Regions from separate parts of the Mus musculus genome. Here all the other regions are linked to region 1. The links are chromatin contacts, called in public ChIA-PET, Hi-C and HiChIP or PLAC-seq maps. All regions are on one chromosome and are shown on one strand. The core of a region is the stretch at or near the end of the contact, and the rest is flanking DNA. Distances in the headings are between cores, read along the strand shown.

Region 1 (3,103 bases), core at 441-2,940:
GACAACTTTCGGAGCGTCCGCTCACGGTCTTAAGCACACCAGCCGGCTAAAGTGAAAGTGGAGGCGTAGACAGAGAGACACACTATGCATGTGTTGTTTTGTTTTTCGAGTTTCTGGTCCTAGTTCGAACCTTCTTAGATTCTGAAGCATGTGCTATGACTAGGGGATCCTATTCCCCCAACTTTGCCACCCACACGCTCAATTGTTGGGGCAGATCAAAAGAAAATGCCACTTGAGATTCTAGCAGACCACTGGAGACCGCGTCTGTCTGTGTTGTTTCATTCTAACGTCTTCGTAAAAAAAAATTTTTTTTTCTGAAAGAGGTTACTTTCAGTTAGCAGCAACCTTTGGAACTAAGAGTTCTTAACTCAAACATGTTTTGTTTTGTTTTGTTTTGTTTTTGTTATTTGTTTTGTTTTGTTCTCAGCAAGAAAGTGACACCCTAAATTTTTTTCCAGGAAAAAATCGCTGTCCCTTATACAGTCGCCCAGACTTTCTACATACTTGGAAGACAAATGTACCTCCCCCCCCCCGCCCCCCGCCCCAGGAGACCATAGTTAAGATCCCCTAGAGACAACCTAATGAATCCTGTTGACTGATTTTGAATATTTCATTTGAGAGGTGGAAGGGGAGGCATCTACAACCCTCAAATGCGAGTTGAGTTCCATGTCTGACCCGGTGCTGGGGAGTAGAGGAACAGTCAGACTCACTCAGCTGTTCAACACGTGTGGTGTGTTTGTTTTATATATAGTTTCTCGTGCAGCGCGCGCGTGGCTGGATGTGCACTTCTTTGGATTATAAAGCGTCCAGTCAAGAACCTCACACCATAAGTAAAAAGAAATAAAATCTTGTCCCTGGAACTGTCTGCATCCTAGGGTGAAACACTAACAGCATGACAGGAGGAAGAGGCAAATTAGCCTAGGCGCAGAGGGCCAGAGGGACGTAAACAGCCTTAGAACCATTGCATGAGGGAAGCACAGCTGCACCTCTGGGAGTCTTCGGCCTGGTGCCAGACTCCTTCAGCTGCGACTGCCAGGTCACTCGGAGAAGCTGGCTGGCGTAGCCTTCCCTTTCGGAAGAGCTGTCCTCTCTCTTACCCCCTGGACCTGGCTAGATGCCTCGGGGCAGCCTCGGAGGCGAGCCAGCAGCACTCCTCCAACTCTGCTCCACCCGGAGCCTGACAGCTGGGCGGTCCCGCCTGACCCGCGGGCGGGCTGCGGCACCCTCTGGTAGACCGGCGCCCTGGCAAGCGGCTCCCGTGCAGAGGGGTTGGCCGCGCGAATCTGAGAAGCCTCAGGGCTGGGGTCCGCAGCTCCCCGTGGTTTCCATTGTGCGGCCGTGAGAATGGCCGGAGGACGCGCGCACGCGCGCGCGCACACACACACACACACACACACACACACACACACACACCCTCGCACACGCGGAACCGGCTGGGCCAGGGGAGGGAGGAGGAGGGTGACGTAGCGTCCCATGTCGTCACATTGACGTCTCGCATTCCAGGCACTCTATGGAGAGGCTGCTAGGGCTCCTGTGGCATAAATGACGTGCCGAGAGAGCGAGCGAACGCGCAGCCGGGAGAGCCGAGTCTCCTGCCTCCCGCCCCCCACCCCTCCAGCGCCTGCTCCTCCTCCGCTCCCCATACACAGACACGCTCACACCCGCTCCTTCACTTGCACACACAGACAGACACACGCGCGCTCACACGCTCCGCACACACACTCCACTCTCTCCCGCGCGCTCACACCCCTCTCACCCGGCTCCCTCGCCAGTGTCGCGCCGCGCCGCGCCGCAGCCGGACGCCCCTCCAGGGCTCACTTTGCAACGCTGACAGAGCCCGCAGTGTCCGTGGAGGTGGGAAACGTGGCGACATCCTACCCCCTGGTCGCAGCCGGAGACTGGATGCCTGCGGAACCTCTCGGCGGCGCTCTCCCATGAGTTGGGATCGCAGCATCCCCCGCCAGCCGCTCACCGCCTCTGGGAGCCGCTGGGTTTGTGCACCGCAGCCCTTCCGGGACAGCAGCTGTGACTCTCCCCCAATCCAGATTTCGGGGTCGCTCTCTAGAAACTCGCTCTAAAGACGGAACCGCCACAGCACCCAAGTACGTACGATATGCCCAGTTAATGTGGGGACTTGCTTAAAAGTTGGCGCGCTGGGAAGTGTCGCTCCTGAAATTGACAACTTTTAATATGGGGTGGCCCCCTCCCGCCGCCTCCCCTTTCAGGTTTTCTCGCCCAGCTACCGGTGGGTTCCAAGCTGAAACTTTTCCCTTGTAGCTGGCCCTCAGGGACTCTGAAGCTTGTGAGATTCCTCTCCCCACCCAAAGAGGCTAAAAGCCTCTAACAAAGAGGAGGACCTGGATTTGTGCTGTAGCTGCTCCAGCGTCGTAATTCAGGGTATTTCGGCTCTAGTTGTCATGGTAATGATGCTCTCGGCGGCGGCGGCGGCGGCGGCAGCGGCTGCCGCTGAGGCAGAGTTGGAGCCCCGGTGATGAACGGCAGTAATTTTCCTGCCTTTTAAGTGGAATTGGAAATAGGGACTCTGGTGGGTCCGAGTTAATGTGTCTAATGGTGAAACGGAGCTGGTTGTCTGGGAGAAAGCTTAGGAGGGCCAGTGCCTGGGCAGCAGCGGCCGGAGTTTGCAGAGGCTCTGGAGGAGCTCAGCAAAGAGGGTGTAATTGTAGGAATGCGGCTTATTGTATTGAAATGAGCCCCGGGCTCCACTAGGCACGTCTGCCTGGCGTCGCCGACTTGCTGGTTTACACTTTTCCCCATGGAGGTAATCGGGTGTAATTGCCGACTCTCGCGCCCCGACACGCGTGGGGACCAGGTCCCTCTTCTCCAGGCCTTGGCTGGTGTGGGAAAGGCTTGTGTTACTTTTCAATGAGCTTTCGGAGAAGTTGCTCCGAGTGTTTTCTTCTTAGTAGAAAGGAAAGTTCTCGATGGTGAAAAGGGGAGCCGAGCAGCGGAGCGCAGCCGGCGGAGACTGGCTTTCAAAGGCACCTCTCGAACCTGTTGGAGGCTTCCGGCAGTCATGCGGGAGCTCATGAGCATTGGTCCCTTGATTTCCAAGAACGTTCTTGGAGCTGGCCTTTTGTTTATG
Region 2 (3,103 bases), core at 210-2,709, 400 kb before region 1:
AAGAGATATATTCACCAGTTGCTCCTGATAGCTACATTGCTAAAGGATTAGAGACTCATTTCCCCATCTATTCTTAGGCAGGTAACTCCCCAGGCCAACAACTTTGGCCACATATGACAAAGACGGGCAGTCTCCATTTCATCAACATGGTTAGAGACAGGGGAAGGGCTTGTTTTATAGAAAGGAAAGGAATGGTTACAGAGCAGCAAATGATATCAGTTCTCTGTGAGACAGACATCACCTGTGACTCTCACCTACGGTATCAATACTTGGTTTACTGCTAGCAATGCTTCTGTAGTTGTCCTGATCAAGTCGAGGTGAAGTTCCATAGGCCTGGAATCTCATCAAGGAACAGTTCACATCTTGGAATAAGGGGTCTTGACTCAATCATTTCATGAATGTAAGTGTGAGAAGCACAGGGACTGGGCAGGCAGTGTGGATACTGCCTATGGGTACCAAAGATTCACAAGGCCTCAGATCTATATGGGTTGCACATGATAGCAACTCAACTCCAGATGTTTTGCACACATAAGTAAAAGAACCTGTTAGCTCACAGGGCCATGGGATTGAAGGGGTTTTCCTTTAGGGTGGCTGGATTTTAAGTTCGCACAGCATCCAGAAGCTCTCCCATCCCCTCTGTCTCTCTCATCTTCGACTGCCTGCCTGTGTATGGGCTCCATTCCAAAGCAAACCATTTCCTCAAAGACCAGAGGACCATTGGCTTCATTAACAAAAATTCCAGGGTGATATATATTGGTACTGCATGGGTCCCAGATCTGGTCCTGCCCTGAGTTCTGAGAAGGCAGAACAAACCAAGAGGAGGATGTCCTGGTACTTGCAAAACACTTTACTGACTGGGCTATCTCTGGGTTTGTTAAAGCAAAGGATTCCCAAGAAACCCTGACAGGAGTGGGAAGGGAGTCACTGAGGTGGTAGAATGGGCACTGAATGAGGCCTGTTTTTATGTAAGCGTGAAATGTGAATAGAATTCCAGGTCTATTTCTGACCCACTCTGTCCCTCTTCGACAAATCGTTTCTGGGGTCTTTCCCTCCCAGTTGCCAGGATGTCGTATAGGATTGAGGTAAAACACATGGGGTCAAATTGCCATGGTAGCCTTGACTGCTGTCAGTAGTGACTAAGAGCTGTGTTCAGAAACTCAGCCTCCCAACAGACAGTTCAAATGTGGACACACTGTGCAGTGAGGGTCAGCCATATATAGCACAGAAACACATTCTAGAGAAGAATCACTTAAATCTGAAATGTGAACTTTGAAGAAAAGGACAGAGTGTGGCATGTAGGAAAGCAGGCACACTCTGGAAGTGCTCGGAGCAGAGAGGACAATCATGTAGGAGGGAAAGCTGGGACACAGGCCTCTGCTGAGTGTTCAGCAGGAGGAGACTCTGGGTGTGGCCTTTCTAGGCCCTGGCCATTCCCAGACCTCTCCACTTTTGGTTTTACACTGTGAGGGCCAAGGAGTTGGGTGAGGCTCCAGGCAGATGGCAACCACACACCACAGCCACGCTCCCTGCTGACACTGAGGGCTGTCTGGTTTTCCTCACTGTCATGTTGGGCTCTAAGTCACCCACTTAAGTCACCACTGGACAGGGAGAAGCTTGCAGCCTGCTTGCCAGAGCCCCATCCACCTCAGCCATTAGTGTGTTTAACAGCACTGGCCCCATGCTGACTTCTGACATGCAGCAATTAATCCCTCTCCACTCAGAAGGGGCTATTCACAGAGCTTGATTCAAAAACATTACTGTTCCAGTTTGGGAAAAAAATGCTCCATTGTTGACTAGGTAAGCCATTTGTTGTTTTGGGAAAAGCCTCTGGTCTTCACCCTACCTTTTATATAAATCCTAGGCGCATTATGGATTTACATATAATGTATGGTGTCACAAAGACTTTATAAGATGAACACTTAAGCAACATTTATATATGCTGAGAGCAGAAAGGTCTGTTCTGTTGCCAGAGGCAGAATAAGATTAAGGCTCATGAATTTCTTCATATAAAAATGTTTATACATGTGTGGCTCCAGTCAATAGAATAAATGTGTTTAAATGTAAATAAAATGACAGGTTTGAGGTTGGCACTTACAATGTCCGAGGGTCGCTACCTTACAACAAAGTCCAGGGTGCTGATAGTAATGGCATTAGTTAGTATTTATTTCTACGGGCCAGGCATTGCATTACCACGTGAACTCTATTTAATTTACAAAGGAAAAGAAATCAAATGGCAAAGAAACACAAAAGAAGTGGTCTGTTTTACTTCTGCAAGTGAATGTTCGCACTCATGGGTTGCTGTTGGGAACCTTCAAAAAAAAGGGGAAATTGTCAAAAACCAAAGCAGAAATCCATCCCCATGTCTAGGAGTGTGCCCTGGCAAAATAATTAAGAATACGCAAAATGATAGAGCTATGAGATGCTGTTTTCACAGTAAAGATAGGAGTCAATTTAAATGCTCAGTAACGGAAGGTTTGTTAAGTAAGCTGTCATACACCCATATGAGTGAGAGCTTAACCCGGCACACATTGAGCATCATGCGGCAGCTGTGCGTTTGCTAAGAGGTTCCCCATCTATTGTTTACAAATAGAAGCAAACTCTAGAACTGTACATTCAACATGCAAAGCACCCCTCTCAAAAAATAGGGGGCGGGGGAGAAAAAGCCTAGGGAGAAATAGACCAAACACCACAGCGATAAAGTTGTCTCCAGGTGGTAAAATTAGAGGAGGCTTTAATTTTTCCCATTTCTGGTTGTGCAAAATCTTTTCTAAGTTTTCTGTACTGGGTGGCTATTGCTATGAAATAATGTCACTGCTCACTGACAATTCCTGTGAGGATTGGACAGTGCAATAGAACGTGCTTCAGGTGCCTTCCGGTAATAAGTGCTACACACATCTTCAGTGACAGGGAACTCACTGCCCATGACAGGCAGCCACAAATGGGTGATGTCTGCAAACAAGTCTAGAATGACTCCCTGGTTATTTACCAAGTTTCCTGTCCATTTCCACAGGTCTCTGCTTACTGGGGATGTCTGTGGATTCACTTTTAATTTTTATGTGTATGTTTACATGCATACTAACTGTTTATAGACTACCCCTGACAA
Region 3 (3,103 bases), core at 437-2,936, 390 kb after region 1:
GCTTTTACAGGTTTCAAACATTACAGTCTCTATCCTTGGTCAGAAATAACATTATTTAAAGGAATGCTTCATATATTATATCCAAAGTCACAATCCTAACAATCATACTCTATATGCAGTCTCTTTTACATTGAGCCATGTGGGTACAATAAGGAAAATGCATCTAGAGGGATTAGTAAGAGATATTTACATTAAGCTGCTCACTGGAAAGAAACCCAAAAGCCAGAAAAGATTCATTATGGTGTGATCATTCATCTAGCTCACAGGGGTGCACTGTCACTAAGGCTGGAACACAGCTGTAACTGTCCAGTAGTCGGATCTGAACCTCCTCCAAAAGGCAATCTCAAAATGGAGGCCAAGACTGGCTGGGATGTTAAGCCTTTCCCACAACAAATGTGGGCACATGAAAGCAAAAACCTGTGACTAGAGGCAGAGAAGGGAAAAAAAAGTCCACATCTTTGATGTTAAGAGAATAAGAGCTGGAAGTCTGACAGCAAGGAAAGAAAGACACTTAAAATTAACAGTGCATTCTTTCCCAATTCAAGGGAAACTTCACTTTAAAAGAGGGAAGAGGGTTGTGGAAATTAATCAAAGAAGTGAATCCCCAGAAAAACAGATTTTAATGTTGCAATTAAACATATTCTACAAACAAATCCAAGTCACAATATAAATATTAGAGGAAGTTTAAAGACCTAGTGGAGGCATACAAATGTGAATTTAAGGGCTAAAAGACAAGCCTGTCTCAAAGCTGAGCCCACTGCTTCCAATGACTAAGCCTATAACGCCCCTACTTTGAACCACAGACTACTGGATCCCAAACACACTCATTGAGGTTAACTCAGAAATGACTGGTTTTTTGTTTTTTAATTTACTCTGTAGACCAGGCTGGCCTTAAACTTAGAAAATGGCCTGCCTCTGCCTCCCAAGTGCTGGGATTAAAGGCGTGTGCCACCACTGCCCAGCACTGGTTTTTAATTTTAAGGTCTCTTATTTCACAAATACAGAAACTAAGGTCTTAAGAAAAAGAAGGCATGCCTCCTTCTACTCACTTTCCAACAGCACCCTCAGTGACATACTTAGCAACAGCCAGCAAAAGTTCTTACCACTGCATGCCATGAGGTACCAGAGAAACGTCATTTTACTTCAAACAAACAAACATAAAACTAAGGCTATTTACCAAATGCTTACTGATGGCACTCTGCATGATGTCAAAGCTCTGGCTTCGGGCAGGAATAACCAATAAGCTGTGACAAACTGCCTGTCAGAAAAAAAGAGAAAAACAGTAGCTGTATCAAGACATTAAGAATTAAGACAAGTTCAACACAATTTTTAAAGCAACTTTGCAGATCAATATAGCAAACAGGTAACAAAACCTTGATTTTGTAGATGCAAATAACAAGGGTTAAACACATCACATATGCACAATACTACATCTATCAAGTATCTACAAAAGCATCTAAACCTTTCTAGCTTAGGAAGATGGAGACTATTTCTATTAATTGCTACAACTCAAAAGGCCCAAAGAGTAGAATCAAGTGGTTGACAAAAGCCTTCTAGTTTTCCTTAGTAGAGAATGCATGCCGCGAGAGCCAGCCCAGCCGCCCAAACAGCAGCACCTCACCCTTCCTCACTCTTCATTTCCTGAAACCCCAGAAGAACCTCAATACCACACCAGTTCCCAGGACTTCAGAGGCACCAACCCCAGGATTCACACAGGCCACCAAAACCTCAGCAGAAACACCCTACTGAACCAGAGGACTGTTAGCCAGAACCCCATGCCATGTAGACCACAAGACCAGAGAAGAAACAGAAACCAAGGAAAAATACCCACCCAACAAAAATAAACTCAGAAATCAGCACCTAAACCTATAATTACCACAAACCCAGATGCCTAGAGGCCAGCATAACAACACAACAGCTAGGGCAATGTGGCACTAACAGACCACCTACCTACTACAGCAAGCCCTGGATATTCCAACACAGCTGAAGCACAAGAAAATGATCTTAAAACCAATCTTATGACTATGACAGAGGCACTTAAAGAGGAAATGAATAAATACCTTTAAAAACACACACACACAAACACATGGGAAGAAAATGAGTAAAACTGCTCAAGACCTAAAAATGGAAACAGAAGCAATATCTAGGTAAGCAAGCAAACAGGAACAACAGATGCAAGCAAGACCAACAGAATAAGAAATGGAAGAAAGAGTCTCAGGCATGGTAGATAGGATAGGAGAAATTGATACATTGGTCAAAGAAAATGTTAAATTTAAAAAGTTCCTGACACAAAACATCCAGGAACAGCTGGGACACTATGAAAAGACTAAACCTAAGAATAGGAATAGAAGATGAAGATTCCAGCCCTGCGGTGGTGGCACACGCCTTTAATCCCAGCACTTGGGAGGCAGAGGCAGGTACGAATTTCTGAGTTTGAGGCCATCGTGGTCTACAGAGTGAGTTCCAGGACAGCCAAGGCTACACAGAGAAACCCTGTCTCGAAAAACCAATAAAAAACAAAACAAAACAAAAGAAGATGAAGATTCCCAACTCAAAGGTCCAAAAAAATATTTTCAACAAAATCAGATTAAGAAACTTTACCTAACCTAAAGAAGGAGATATCTATAAGCATACAAGAAACTTAACAGAACACCAAATAGATGGGACGGGGGAGGAGGGGGACGGACGGGACGGACACGGACGGAACTCCTGTCACATAATAATCAGAACAAAGACAAAATATTAAAAAGTGCAAGGAAAAAAGGCCAAGTACCATATAAAAGCACACTTATTAGAATTACATTTGACTGCTCAATGAAGACTCTAAAAGCCAAAAGGGCCTAGACAGGGTTCAGACTGTAAGGGACCACAGATGCCAGCCCAGACTAGTATACTCAACAGAACTTTCAATCACCATAAATAGAGAAAACAAGATATTAATGCAAGACAGAGTCAATTTAAACAATACCTATCCATAAATCCAGCCCTACAGATGGTACTAAAAGAAAAACTACAACCCAATGAAGTTAACTGCACCCATGAAAACACAGGAAATAATTTCACACCAGCAAAACCAAGAAAGGGCAACCCTCATTCTGCACCC
Region 4 (3,103 bases), core at 284-2,783, 370 kb after region 1:
TCAGAGTAAAATATTGAAGTTTTATTTTCTTAAGCACATACCCTGAGATCTTTGTGGTTTTGTTTTGCTTCTGTAAATTCTGTTTGCCGTTCATTCTTTATATTCCTCTCTCCACACCTCAGCATCTGCAGCTTTGTTTGTTGCATTTATTTCTCTTTAATGAGACTGCTCCAAATATAATATAGTTTTTATTTTAATATCCAATAAGTAAATTCATGTTTGTAATATGCATTTCATGATTAAATAAACTTAGAGTTATTTAGTGTGTGTGTGTGTGTGTGTGTGAGAGAGAGAGAAAGAGAGAGAGAGAGAGAGAGAGAGAGAGAGAGAGAGAGAGATGGTGCACATGTGGAGGTGAGAGGACAATTTGTAGGGATCTCTTTTTCCTTCTACTATGTATGCAGATGAACTGACAGAAAATAAAGACAAGGTCATACCACAAATTCTACCTGTGCTCTTAGTGATGCTGAGCAGAAAGAAAGGAATCCAAACCAACCAACAGCAATTACTTTGTGTAATAGAGAAGCAAGCCAGAGCTACTAAACCTTTGTAAGTCTTGCCTCCAAACCTGAGGGCCTGAGGGGTTCGATCCCAAAAACATAGCTGCAGCTTTAAAGACAGTCAGTACTTCTTCCTGCCATCAGGAGACCACCTGAGCAGCATCTCCAAGTTCACTGGGTAGTTTTCCCTCTCTCTCTCTCTCTCTCTCTCTCTCTCTCTCTCTCTCTCTCTCTCTCTCTCTTTTTTTTTTTTTTTTTTTTTGGTTTTTTGAGACAGGGTTTCTCTGTGTAGCCCTGGCTGTCCTGGAACTCACTTTGCAGACCAGGCTGGCCTCAAACTCAGAAATCTGCCTGCCTCTGCTTCCCGAGTGCTGGGATTAAAGGTGTGCACCACCACGCCTGGCTGTGACCCATCTCTTAAGTTACTGTAGGGACCGTGCTCCCAGTCATTGTGCCCTGAATAACAAGGTTTACCCTTCTCCAGACTCCAGCAGCAATTCGTCCCTGCTCTCCCAACCTCACTACAGTCTCTTCGTTGCCCTAGCAGTTTCTGCTCGGCCAGTCCCAAAGTCAGCGTCAAGGGCCTCTGCTAGGGCCACCTTTCTGAGGGTAGTGTTTCTATGGTGCTTATTCTCTATGGCATAAAAATCTACCCCACAACCAAGAGGCTTAAAAGAACAGTACACTGTCTCTAGAAATGCTGAGGGTTAACTGGCAGTCTCCAGCTGGGTCACCTGGGCTCACTTGCTAGGTGCTAGAGGCAGGGTCGATTGGGCAGAAACCAAAATGGCCTCCTCTGTATGTCTGACCTCAGATCTCTTTCTGTATGGCCTATCATTCTCATGTATATTCATTCATCTCCATTAGTGCTCACAGAGAAGGCAGAAGTCGTGCGGCCTGAAAATGTACACTCCAGAGAGTTCACACCGCTTCTGCTACATTCTGCTCTTGAGCTGAGGTTTAAGAAAGTGACAGTTCAACTTCTCCTCTGAGTGGATGACATGCCACAGTCACACTGCACAGGCTTGTGCAATGTCAGTACAGACATTCTCTCATAACAGGAACTGTGTCAGTACTTTGTGTTCCCAGTACCTCACAGGGTGTCTGAAATACAAAATAATCGAAGTAGTTGGGTAAACTCTCAGGCTGTCGATCCAGAGGTAAACCACCAGTGTCGAGCCATAACACAGAAAGTCTTTACTGGGTGCATGCTCTACCTCCTCCAGCGGTGAGCACACACTGACTACCCAGGAACCTCGGGTGCCCAGTGCAGCTCTGCTGATGTGCTCCTCTGCAGACTCTGAGTAAATGCACGGGCTAGGGCAGTGCACACCAGCCTTCTTCTAAAGCATTCGGCCATGATACTGCAAAACCAGGCTGTGTGCTGTGGGCTGGACAGAATTATGATGGTGGCTTCCGACCTTGGACTTCTACACTTTTTTATAAGCACTTAATTTTGTCCTTTAATCACATTGCTACTAGGCAGACTCCCCCAGGGACCCAATGCTGTGACACACTATGAATAGACTGACTCCATCACCAGGGCAACTTAAACAACAGTTTACTGAGGCTTACAGTTTCAGACAGTGAGTCCATGGCCATCATGATGGGAGCATGACGACAGGCAGGCAGGGAGGCAGGCAGGCAGGGAGGGAGGCAGGCAGGCAGGCAGGCAGGCAGGCAGGGAGGCAGGCAGGCAGGGAGGGAGGGAGGCAGGCAGGCAGGGAGGGAGGCAGGGAGGCAGGCAGGCAGGCAGGCAGGCAGGGAGGGAAGCAGGCAGGCAGGGAGGCAGGCAGGGAGGGAGGGAGGCAGGCAGGGAGGGAGGGAGGCAGGCAGGCAGGCAGGGAGTCAGGCAGGCAGGCAGGGAGTCAGTCAGGCAGGAAGGCATGGGGCCAGAGCAGGGAGACAGCTAACTGGGAATGGGGTGCTCTTTTGAGAGCTCTAAGCCCACTCTCAGTGACACACCTTCTCCAACAAGGCCACACCGCCTAACCTTACCCAAAGTGTTCAAATATGTGAATGTATGGAAACCATTCTCATTCAAACCCTTACAATATATTCTCATGCAAATGACATATCATGTTTACAACATGTAATCTCATATATCTCTGTATCTGTATATACTTGTTCTCACTTGCTCTGCTGACTTAACTCATGAGCCTATATATTTCTGGCTGAGAACTGAACACTGATATAAAAAGCCATGAGAGTAGCTTGCACCCTGAGCTGACATTAAAGCCTGACAATGTGAGAACTCGCAATTCAAGATGCCCGTGGTCCTGTCCCGAGCTCAGATGCTGCATGTGTCAGGCTGCTGCCAGGCTCCCTCGTCTCCCAATCCCAAAGAACACTTCTTAGCAGGCTCTAGGCTGAGAGACTGCCCCCCCCCCCGACCTTGGAATCTGTGACCCCAAGGGTCTTCTTCATCCCTCTGCTCACAAGAAACTCCTGGATCTTGGCTGTTTTTATTTCTGCCTGGTTAGCTCAGCACGTCCTGTGGATGCTATCATTTATTCTGAATCCATCCTCAGTGGAGCATGCGTCAACCCTGCCTTTTCAGAAGTGGAAGTTCCTTCCTGGTGCTTACACCGGTGCTATTTTCA
Region 5 (3,103 bases), core at 452-2,951, 370 kb before region 1:
TAGATTACTTTTTCCCTGATGGAATAATCCCCCTGGTTGGTTAAGCTATAGCCCTATTGGATGGGCTTTATATCTAGACAAGCCCACTTATCCCAACATTTCCTTCAAAGATTAGCCTCTCAAAGGCTCTTTGGGGTGACTTTAACACCTTCCTGGCTCTTTCATTAGTTAATGAGTTGAATAAAAGCTTTGACAGCTGTTCAGTTTATATTTGAGAGGTCATAATGATACCTTCTTCTCAGTACCAATGGAGGGCAACTCACAGTTACCTGTGGCTGTGGCTCTTGCTTCAGAGCTCTTGCTCTCTTCTGGCTTCTGCAGACATATATGGTACTCATGCATGTGCACATATGCCAGTGCACACACACACACACACACTCACCACTCATGTAAAAATAAATGTAATAAAAACAAAACCTTAATAAATGTGGTTAGTCTTACTGTGGTGGTATAGTCTTTCTTCCCAACACTCTAGAGGGAGAAGAAGGAAGAACTCTGTGAGTTCAAGGTCAACCTGGCCTATACAGTGTGTCCCGGGCCAGCCAGAGCTAACCTAGTGAGACCATCTCAGAACAAAAATTTCCTTTTCATTTGTACTGCTTGATTCCCTTCTGCCAGGATAAACCCTGGAGCATGGGGCCTGTGGCTGTCCTGAGCACCACTGTAGTCTGTCACCTGGTCCTTATTTCTTTCCAGCCCTCCTGCCAGCACCCCATGACACCCCATTATCCTCTCGCCTTTGAATTGTCTCAAATATCTTCTGGCAGCTCCTCCTGCAGCTGTTCTGAGGTTCCTCTCATGTCAGCACTGGGCATAAAGTAATTCATAAAGCACATGATGAATCTGCTTTCTCTCCTGCGAGAATGTACTCGGATAAGTCGAATTCCTTAACCCAGGCTGCTGTCCTTCCTGATCCTACCTTGCCCGACTCTGGTCACTCCCACCCTTGATCATGACAGGACATCCTCATCTTAGAACCTTTCCATACATCCATCCCTTCACCTACAAAGTTCTGCCTTCACACTCACCTAGCTAGCTTTTGCTCTGCTGTCAGCTCAGCTTTAAAATCCCCTCCTCAGAGAAGAATTCGGTGCTGCCTGAAGACCCTGCATTACCTCAGAGATTTCATTTCTAGCATCTGTCTTTCCAGTGGACCATATACATCCTGAAATTAGGCTTGAATTTTATTGTGTACAGCCCTGTATTAAATGCTGAACCCAGAACATGATGCTATAACTTACCAGTTCAAACAAGCACATTTTTTCATGCTTTTATATCAGGGGGAATCTTTTAACCATTAGGATAACACAGTTAGCATTTTCTTTTTCAACTATAGGTGAGATAACTGTGTATATTATAATCAACCGTGTCTTACATTTGAAGAAATGTGTTGGGGGCCACACAAGTGGTTATTCACACCAGAAAGCCTGCAGCTACTTAGTGTTCATCAGTATGATGCCTGGTGTCAGAAAGGCTGTTTGCGCATAGCAAGCAATAGATCCAACCTCTAGTTGCTTCTCTGGGTGGTGGATAACAAAGTACTTCACTCCCCACCCCAACTCTGGTACTAGCTAGACATTGTGCATGTTGCAAGTTCACAAGGAGAGAAATGTATCTGGAACAATTTGTGCAAGCTCCTGCCTGCTGCTCTGGTGTCTGCTGATTCAACTTCTGTCAACACAATTCCATGCCCCAACCACTGCTGTCAGCACCTCCCCTGCCAGAGCTGATGTCATGTCAGCTGCCCCAGCTCAGATCAGCTGTCTGCATAACTGTCCTTACATTCCGAATAGCGGCTTCTCTGTATTAGTTACTTCTTGGTTGCTGTGATATAACTCCATTACCAAAAGCAACTTAGTTTGCTTTACAGTTCCAGAGGAAGGGTCCACGAGGGTGAGGGAGCTATGGCAGCAGATGATTGGCTAGAACAAGAAGCTGAGAGATCGCAGCTTCACCACAGAGGGAGTGAACTGGAAATGAGGCAAGGCTATAAACTCTCAAAGCTCATCTGCACTGATGAACCTCCTTCAGCAAGGCTGCATCTTCTAAAGGTTCCATAACCTCCTCAAATAAAACTGCCAACAGGAGACCAAATGTGTAAGTATGGAAGCCCAAAGGTGGGTATTTCTCATTCAAAGTACCCTGTACTCCCATCTAGTAGAACAGAGTGGCCCTCTGGTACTCAGGGGATGCCTTGCTCTGTCATTGTTCCAGAGCCCTCTGTTGGGATCCCAGCCATAGCCTTGGCAGAGAACAGGGATCTATAGAGTACTTGAGCATACACTGTATGCTCAACAGTCCTACCTTGACTTTTGGTACAAAGTCCCAAGGCCACCTGAATGGGAGGATTACTTTGACATTCAAGTGTCTCTCTGGACCAATTGTAGCAGAGAAGACATTACATGTGAGTCCCAAGCTTCTTGTTTTGTTTTTGTCGTAAACACTACCCTGCCTTATCTCCTTCATAGGAGTCAGTTTCTCATCTGTCGGAGGTTGCCATACCCTGAGCTCATCCTGAGAAAATTCTGTTCTTATCTGCCGGCACGTCTTGACCTCAGCAGAAACAGATATTAGGAGAGCAGGTTTGCTCACTGACTGTGTCCTTCATAAGTTGCACCATGATTGATGAGACTTCTATTTCTGGGAGCGCTCCTCCCACCATTACCATTCCTAGGGCTTTACAAAATACTTGAGTTGAATCACACTGACAGGATCTCTTAGTCACTTTCAGTTCTGCCAAGGAAACATGGGCACAGGCTCTCACTTCCTAAGTTAACTTTGATTCCCACCAGACCCCAGTTCCTTTTGGGTAACAAAATACCTAAAAACTAAGTTAAATATTTTCTTTTTTCTTATTTTTATTAAGAATATTTTTATAGAACCATTAAGTCTTACTTCAAAAGACTGTAGTCCACAAAATTGGACAATCTAAATGTAATGGATGGTTTTCTTGATAGATCCCACTTACCAAAGCTAAATAAAGATCAGGTAAACAAACTAAACAGATCTATAACCACTAACAAAATAAAATCAGCTATTAAAAGTCTCCCAACCCCCCCCCAATCCCAGGGCCAGATGGTTTTATCACAGATTTCTACCAGAA
Region 6 (3,103 bases), core at 369-2,868, 310 kb after region 1:
TCTCAGACATATTTTCTCATTTATTTTATCCAAGTTAATGAGGCTTAGGATTCAGAAGAGTGTTTTTTAGTAAAACAGAGAAATTATGAAAATTTAAAGGACCTCAACCATCATTCAGTAGAGCATTTCCCAAAACTTCTCTAGCATAACACTCCCAAGATGGGGAGATGACTCACTGGGTAAAAGCTCTTACCACACAAGCATGAGGGACTGAAGTCCTAATCCCTAGATCTCAGTAAAAACCAGAGGATAGTGTACATCTGTAATCCCAGCACTCCTACTGGGACATGGGAGATGGAGGCAGAAGAATTGCTCACAGCTCCTCGGCCAATTAGTTTGTGCACACAGTGGAAAACAACAGAGAGCCTGTCTTACACAAGGGAGAGACTCACCCAAGGCTGCTCTCTAACCTCTAACACAGCACCAGAGCATTCACAGACCTTAATTCACCCACACCAATGCTTGTGTGTGCACAAGCACACATGGAAGAGCACAGTCCCATGAGACCTGTGAAGACTAAGTCCCCTGGTCAACTAAGTATGGGGAATGTTGCCTATTTATCCTTGGAAATTCACAGGACAGGTAGAAGCTCTTCCACAATTTCTCAGAATCTGTTGATTGCAATAGATTTTTTTTTCTAGCATAAACTAATACCACTTAAGAACTGGTCGCTGTAAACCGCTTGGCAAATACTAGTTTCTACATCTTAATTGGACTAGGTCATTTCATAGTTGAGGGAACTGACCCCTAAATTTACCTTACTTATCACTTCTAAAACCAGTGCCTTTCACAAAGTAGGTATGTAACAACAGTTAGCCAAATCAAATCATAAGGAGTTGGAGTCAGGATTCAGATTCAGGCCCCTGATTGTAATTATGGTGATAATATTTAATGATGATGCAGTTACACTCATGTTCACCACTAAAAGCTGATGGTAGGTGAAGGCATATTCTGTTCCTTTTTGTAAAAACAGAAAATCATATATTGACCTGTAAAGCAAAGTGGAAATGAAATTTTTACTGATGTTTTAAACTACAATAGTCTTAGGTTGTTGATCTATACCAGTGTCAGATGTTTGTGTCTTGATTTTTTTTAGGTGTTTTTGGTTGTTTTGTTGTTGTTGTTTGTTTGTTTGTTTGTTTGTTTAAAGTAAAGCCTAAGTCTCTCAGCAGACATCTGAAGGAGGAATTTTCTGAAGGCTCTTTTCTATTCCCATGATTCTCATGCAATTCTTCAATTCATTCTGGTCTAGAAAGCAGTGGATCTCCTGTGAAGAGGTGCTAATCCCAAGGCAATCAAAAATAGGCTCCCCAACGCTGTGCACGTTACTTTTGGTTTTGTTACTTTTTTGTTTTTGTTTTTTTTTTTAGTGTATTTTCTCCTTAAAACCTTCCTTTTTCATCAAATGCTGTACTATATAAGGAGCAGCTGGGAATTTAAAAGGACTCTGTATCTGCATTAAAATAAATCATTACCATACTAAGCTAACGTCATATTTTTGACATCACCAGAGAAGATCTTGGGATGAAATTCTTGAATTGTACTCGACCTTTCAAGCTGACAGGGAGCTTAAGTTAGATAGTGCCCCCCATTGTCTTACAACAGACACCATCTCTTAGGATTGCTATCATTTGTTCACAAAGAAATGTTGACAATAGCAAAGGGGTGTGGGTTCGGGCAGATAAACACATATTTTGTGTTTATCTTCAAAAGTCTGGACATAGTTTTTACTGCTGGAAGTAAGCAGGTATGGTGATGGGTGTGTGGGGGAATCACATCAGGGCCCCAGTCTTTATGGCCGCACTGCTGGCTGCTTGATACAACCCAGTATATTGTACTGTGTTGTTCCAGCTGCCTTTGTAAACACAGGAGCCTTAATAGATCATTCTGAAAGAAGCTACCATCCTGCCGTGTCTGTGGTAGCCTTCGCTCAGGTTTCTGACATATCCTTAATCTGAGCTCAGCCTTGTCATTTGGATCAATAGCAAACCAGATAAGATGTCTTCTACTTGCAAGACTATGGCTATAAAAGGTATTTGAAAAATAAATTCACTTTTTATGTCCATGCCACAAACCTGGGTAGTACTAATTTGTCATTTGTCTCTCCATCTGTCTGTAAACAGTCTGTTAAATTGGTTATTGATGAGACTAAAGTGAATTATACTTGAAGAAAGTATAATATAGAAATAAAATTCATAGTAGATATCTTAAATTCCTATAAAAGGGTGACATCTATTGACTTTCAACTGTAATCTATCCTAAAATAATGAACAATTAGTTTTATGTAATTTTCTGTTCCAAATCATCAGTAATATCTAACTCCGATTATAAACTATATTTTATAAACTCCTCATATGTAATATTTAATCTTCCTCTGTAGCATAGTTAATCATTTTATAACTCATATTCATACTAACATATGTGTATGGTACTCTGTGCTGCACACTAGAGATTCTGGGTATTTTTGTGAGGATAGATTATGTTACAATTGTAGCATCATAAGGTTAGAAGAAAATCTTGATATCATCTCCCACAAGCTTCTCACTTAACAAGAAACCAAATTGCAGTTCTTTTTTTTTTTTTTTTTTTTTAAAGATTTATTTGTTATTATATGTAAGTACACTGTAGCTGTCTTCAGACACACCAGAAGAGGGAGTCAGATCTTGTTACGGATGGTTGTGAGCCACCATGTGGTTGCTGGGATTTGAACTCTGGACCTTCGGAAGAGCAGTCGGGTGCTCTTACCCGCTGAGCCATCTCGCCAGCCCCAAATTGCAGTTCTTAAGACACAGGCAGCCAGTTACTCAGCGCCCTAGCACAAGTGCCCCAGCGCATGCTTGCATGATCTCTTTCTCTAGTAAGTGCACAGCTCATTCAGTCTGGATTAATGATGATTCTGGCTCTCACAAAAGGGTGTCTGTGAGAATCTTAACTAAGGCATGACAATAAAGCATTTTGAAATTTAAGTGCAGTCTGGAAAGTAACCAGTTCTTCCCAGGACAGGAGGGAGAACTGCAGAAGGAAAGCCATGGCTCCTTGGATCCATGAGATCCAGACTGGCCACTGTTTCCTTTTGTGGATATTTCTTTATGTTTGAGGATTT
Region 7 (3,103 bases), core at 275-2,774, 300 kb before region 1:
TTGAATTCAGCTCAGGCCCTTCTGCCAGGGCTTCATTAACTGAGGTCTCTCAAGCCTGAGAAAACAGGATTGTAAGGGGTTACGTAGCATGTGTAAATACATTTCTGGACCCCTAACACCTTCAGGTGCAATGAAATTCATGTTTTAGAAACCCATGGCTGGTGGCAGCTTGAATAATCAGCCCCAGGGGTGAGCACTGGAGATGGGGGATAGGAGGAACTATTAAAAACTCTGGAATGTTAACTCAAGGAGACATGGGACAGAGTCCTTTGGGGGTAGAATTATGGAAATGACACCAAATACCCACATCCCAGCCCCAGCTCTGCCTTTGACTTCATCCCATCTAAGCTTCAGTTTCCCCATATGCAGAATGAAAGCCTAGGTCTTTGGGAACTCTTACATCAGAGACCTGATTAGTACATCCCACAGCTGAGCTGGGTCTGCTCCTGGATACCAGTCAATCTCTCTCAGACTTGACTTTCTATGGGAATTGAGAATGAGACCAGGAAATTCTGGGATCACTGGTAAGCTGGAAAAGCAGCCTTATTCTAAAAAAAAAATAAAACAGGACTACATTTGAAAAGGTAGCATACAGTCATCTCGTTATTGACCTTCTATGTCATTTCAATTAAAAGGAGAATTTAAAAGCAAAAATTCATTTCCCTGTAGAGTTGGGTAAAATTTAAATGAAGGGCTGGAGAGATGGCTCAGCAGATAAAAGCACTTGCTGCCTAAGCCTGAGGACCTGAGTTTGGGTCTCAGCACCCCATAAAAACACCTGGGTGTGTCCATACATGCCCCAAACCACAACACCATGAGGGAGTTGAGCAGAGACCAGTAGATTGATGGATCTATGGGACTTGCTGACTGCCAGCACCTAGACCCAGATTCAATGAGAGACCTTGTCTTTAATGAATAACATGAACAGGGGTAGACTGGGACAGTTCAGGATCGATTCTTCTGACTTGCTACATACATACATACATACATACATACATACATACACACATACATAAACACACAAATTCACATACATAGATTTTTTTTTTAAATCATGCAAATATGAGTGGATTTTTAATGACATGGAACAGTTGTTTTAGTTGCCACGCAAGTTTTAGGAAACTGGCCTCGCCTTGAGTGTCAGGCTGAAGAGCTTCAACTATTCTAGAATCAGCAGGAGACCATCAAAGGGTTGTGAGTCATGAGTGATGTCCTCTGTAGAAAGGCGAACTTTGGATCAAATGTAGAGAAGACACTAGAAAAGGACTTAGGGTGGCTGGGGCAAAATCCGAAGGACAGAGCTAAGGCCAGGTTAGGAGAAGGAGTGGCCTAAGGAAGGGGTGGAGAAAGATGCACCTCAGAGATACAAAGGCATATGCGCCCAGCTCATTGTGCTTGCAGAAAACCAAGAAAGGGAAAAGCCTGTTTTAATAACAAAAGTGAAATAAAGATGAAGAGCAAAGGTCATGGGGAAGATGGGCTGGGGTTTGGACACAAGTTTAAGATCATAAAATGTCCCTTAGCCACACTGGTGTGCTCACTTCCGGTTTTACTGTCAGAAGAATAGACTTCTCACTGATATTTGGATCTTCCGTGACTTATTTTTTTTTCCATTTTTTATTAGGTATTTAGCTCATTTACATGTCCAATGCTATACCAAAAGTCCCCCATACCCACCCACCCCCAATCCCCTACCCACCCACTCCCCCTTTTTGGCCCTGGCGTTCCCCTGTACTGGGGCATATAAAGTTTGCGTGTCCAATGGGCCTCTCTTTCCAGTGATGGCCGACTAGGCCATCTTTTGATACATATGCAGCTAGAGTCAAGAGCTCCGGGGTACTGGTTAGTTCATAATGATTTTCCGCCTATAGAGTTGCAGATCCCTTTAGCTCCTTGGCTACTTTCTCTAGCTCCTCCATTGGGAGCCCTGTGATCCATCCATTAGCTGACTGTGAGCATCCACTTCTGTGTTTGCTAGGCCCCGGCATAGTCTCACAAGAGACAGCTACATCTGGGTCCTTTCGATAAAATCTTGCTAGTGTATGCAATGGTGTCAGCGTTTGGATGCTGATTATGGGGTGGATCCCTGGATATGGAAGTCTCTACATGGACCATCCTTTCATCTCAGCTCCAAACTTTGTCTCTGTAACTCCTTCCAAGGGTGTTTTGTTCCCATTTCTAAGGAGGGGCATAGTGTCCACACTTCAGTCTTCATTTTTCTTGAGTTTCATGTGTTTAGGAAATTGTATCTTATATCTTGGGTATCCTAGGTTTTGGGCTAATATCCACTTATCAGTGAGTACATATTGTGTGAGTTCCTTTGTGAATGTGTTACCTCACTCAGGATGATGCCCTCCAGGTCCATCCATTTGGCTAGGAATTTCATAAATTCATTCTTTTTAATAGCTGAGTAGTACTCCATTGTGTAGATGTACCACATTTTCTGTATCCATTCCTCTGTTGAGGGGCATCTGGGTTCTTTCCAGCTTCTGGCTATTATAAATAAGGCTGCTATGAACATAGTGGAGCATGTGTCCTTCTTACCAGTTGGGGCATCTTCTGGATATATGCCCAGGAGAGGTATTGCTGGATCCTCCGGTAGTACTATGTCCAATTTCCTGAGGAACCGCCAAACTGATTTCCAGAGTGGTTGTACAAGCCTGCAATCCCACCAACAATGGAGGAGTGTTCCTCTTTCTCCACATCCACGCCAGCATCTGCTGTCACCTGAATTTGTGATCTTAGCCATTCTGACTGGTGTGAGGTGGAATCTCAGGGTTGTTTTGATTTGCATTTCCCTGATGATTAAGGATGTTGAACATTTTTTCAGGTGCTTCTCTGCCATTCGGTATTCCTCAGGTGAGAATTCTTTGTTCAGTTCTGAGCCCCATTTTTTAATGGGGTTATTTGATTTTCTGAAGTCCACCTTCTTGAGTTCTTTATATATGTTGGATATTAGTCCCCTATCTGATTTAGGATAGGTAAAGATCCTTTCCCAATCTGTTGGTGGTCTTTTTGTCTTATTGACGGTGTCTTTTGCCTTGCAGAAACTTTGGAGTTTCATTAGGTCCCATTTGTCAATTCTCGATCTTACAGCACAAGC

What was found. Hi-C and Micro-C count contacts between places; a contact is called where the count stands out from the background. ChIA-PET counts read pairs in DNA pulled down with a chosen protein or histone mark. HiChIP or PLAC-seq counts read pairs in DNA pulled down with a chosen protein or histone mark.
Region 2: a Hi-C map of the N1E-115 cell line shows a contact between it and region 1, with 8 times the contacts expected there. The contact joins the enhancer-like site here to the promoter of Nr4a3 in region 1. A contact is called at or near these places in 7 of 39 promoter capture datasets (the 3T3-L1 cell line, embryonic stem cells, hippocampal neurons and 2 more), 2 of 484 Hi-C or Micro-C datasets (the N1E-115 cell line and uterus), 13 of 115 datasets of contacts at active chromatin or transcription factors (astrocytes, cardiomyocytes, craniofacial prominence and 9 more) and 1 of 9 other capture datasets (adipose tissue).
Region 3: an RNA polymerase II ChIA-PET map of memory CD8 T cells shows a contact between it and region 1, with 57 read pairs. The contact joins the enhancer-like site here to the promoter of Nr4a3 in region 1. A contact is called at or near these places in 3 of 39 promoter capture datasets (embryonic stem cells, liver and pre-B cells), 10 of 115 datasets of contacts at active chromatin or transcription factors (the 230-238 cell line, embryonic midbrain, embryonic stem cells and 5 more) and 1 of 9 other capture datasets (embryonic stem cells).
Region 4: a Hi-C map of myeloid progenitors shows a contact between it and region 1, with 4 times the contacts expected there. The contact joins the enhancer-like site here to the promoter of Nr4a3 in region 1. A contact is called at or near these places in 3 of 39 promoter capture datasets (embryonic stem cells and pre-B cells), 3 of 15 datasets of contacts at CTCF or cohesin (the NIH/3T3 cell line, embryonic stem cells and large pre-B cells), 18 of 484 Hi-C or Micro-C datasets (the AtT-20 cell line, the G1E-ER4 cell line, the HL-1 cell line and 5 more), 24 of 115 datasets of contacts at active chromatin or transcription factors (T-cell acute lymphoblastic leukemia, cardiomyocytes, craniofacial prominence and 12 more) and 2 of 9 other capture datasets (embryonic stem cells and liver).
Region 5: a Hi-C map of myocytes shows a contact between it and region 1, with 4 times the contacts expected there. The contact joins the enhancer-like site here to the promoter of Nr4a3 in region 1. A contact is called at or near these places in 8 of 39 promoter capture datasets (the 3T3-L1 cell line, cranial neural crest, embryonic stem cells and 3 more), 4 of 484 Hi-C or Micro-C datasets (the N1E-115 cell line, myocytes, psoas muscle and 1 more), 11 of 115 datasets of contacts at active chromatin or transcription factors (the NIH/3T3 cell line, VIP interneurons, bone marrow-derived dendritic cells and 8 more) and 2 of 9 other capture datasets (adipose tissue and pancreatic islet).
Region 6: a contact with region 1 is called in an H3K27ac HiChIP or PLAC-seq map of extraembryonic endoderm stem cells. The contact joins the enhancer-like site here to the promoter of Nr4a3 in region 1. A contact is called at or near these places in 3 of 39 promoter capture datasets (cranial neural crest, embryonic stem cells and macrophages), 1 of 15 datasets of contacts at CTCF or cohesin (large pre-B cells), 11 of 115 datasets of contacts at active chromatin or transcription factors (the 230-238 cell line, acute myeloid leukemia, embryonic forebrain and 7 more) and 1 of 9 other capture datasets (macrophages).
Region 7: an H3K27ac HiChIP or PLAC-seq map of bone marrow-derived dendritic cells shows a contact between it and region 1, with 2.7 times the contacts expected there. The contact joins the enhancer-like site here to the promoter of Nr4a3 in region 1. A contact is called at or near these places in 5 of 39 promoter capture datasets (the C10 cell line, embryonic stem cells, frontonasal cranial neural crest and 2 more), 2 of 484 Hi-C or Micro-C datasets (embryonic fibroblasts and embryonic stem cells), 6 of 115 datasets of contacts at active chromatin or transcription factors (bone marrow-derived dendritic cells, embryonic forebrain, embryonic hindbrain and 3 more) and 1 of 9 other capture datasets (macrophages).

Annotation. Positions count from the first base shown.
Region 1 is chr4:48,043,615-48,046,717 of GRCm38.p6, forward strand. Nr4a3 (nuclear receptor subfamily 4, group A, member 3) reads left to right here and starts at 1,691. Exons shown (of 8, transcript NM_015743.3): 1 at 1,691-2,102.
Region 2 is chr4:47,643,727-47,646,829 of GRCm38.p6, forward strand. No RefSeq gene overlaps it. Among named protein-coding and RNA genes, the nearest start is that of Gm32544, 6.4 kb to the left of the region's middle. Within about 2 kb of position 1,460, at least 15 of the 459 cell types and tissues checked have an H3K27ac peak or open chromatin away from gene starts, as enhancers often do. A contact at or near this core is called in the N1E-115 cell line and embryonic limb bud, where this site is marked.
Region 3 is chr4:48,435,260-48,438,362 of GRCm38.p6, forward strand. It overlaps Tex10 (testis expressed gene 10), which reads right to left. Exons shown (of 15, transcript NM_001355740.1): 12 at 1,178-1,258. Among named protein-coding and RNA genes, the nearest start is that of Tex10, 37 kb to the right of the region's middle. Within about 2 kb of position 1,687, at least 12 of the 459 cell types and tissues checked have an H3K27ac peak or open chromatin away from gene starts, as enhancers often do. A contact at or near this core is called in memory CD8 T cells, where this site is marked.
Region 4 is chr4:48,417,713-48,420,815 of GRCm38.p6, forward strand. All of the region lies in intron 13 of Invs (inversin), which reads left to right. Among named protein-coding and RNA genes, the nearest start is that of Tex10, 54 kb to the right of the region's middle. Within about 2 kb of position 1,534, at least 24 of the 459 cell types and tissues checked have an H3K27ac peak or open chromatin away from gene starts, as enhancers often do. A contact at or near this core is called in microglia and myeloid progenitors, where this site is marked.
Region 5 is chr4:47,668,945-47,672,047 of GRCm38.p6, forward strand. No RefSeq gene overlaps it. Among named protein-coding and RNA genes, the nearest start is that of Gm32544, 32 kb to the left of the region's middle. Within about 2 kb of position 1,702, at least 9 of the 459 cell types and tissues checked have an H3K27ac peak or open chromatin away from gene starts, as enhancers often do. A contact at or near this core is called in myocytes, where this site is marked.
Region 6 is chr4:48,357,938-48,361,040 of GRCm38.p6, forward strand. The region is part of intron 3 of Invs (inversin); the gene reads left to right. Among named protein-coding and RNA genes, the nearest start is that of Invs, 80 kb to the left of the region's middle. Within about 2 kb of position 1,619, at least 2 of the 459 cell types and tissues checked have an H3K27ac peak or open chromatin away from gene starts, as enhancers often do. A contact at or near this core is called in extraembryonic endoderm stem cells, where this site is marked.
Region 7 is chr4:47,748,362-47,751,464 of GRCm38.p6, forward strand. No RefSeq gene overlaps it. Among named protein-coding and RNA genes, the nearest start is that of Gm32544, 110 kb to the left of the region's middle. Within about 2 kb of position 1,525, at least 2 of the 459 cell types and tissues checked have an H3K27ac peak or open chromatin away from gene starts, as enhancers often do. A contact at or near this core is called in bone marrow-derived dendritic cells, where this site is marked.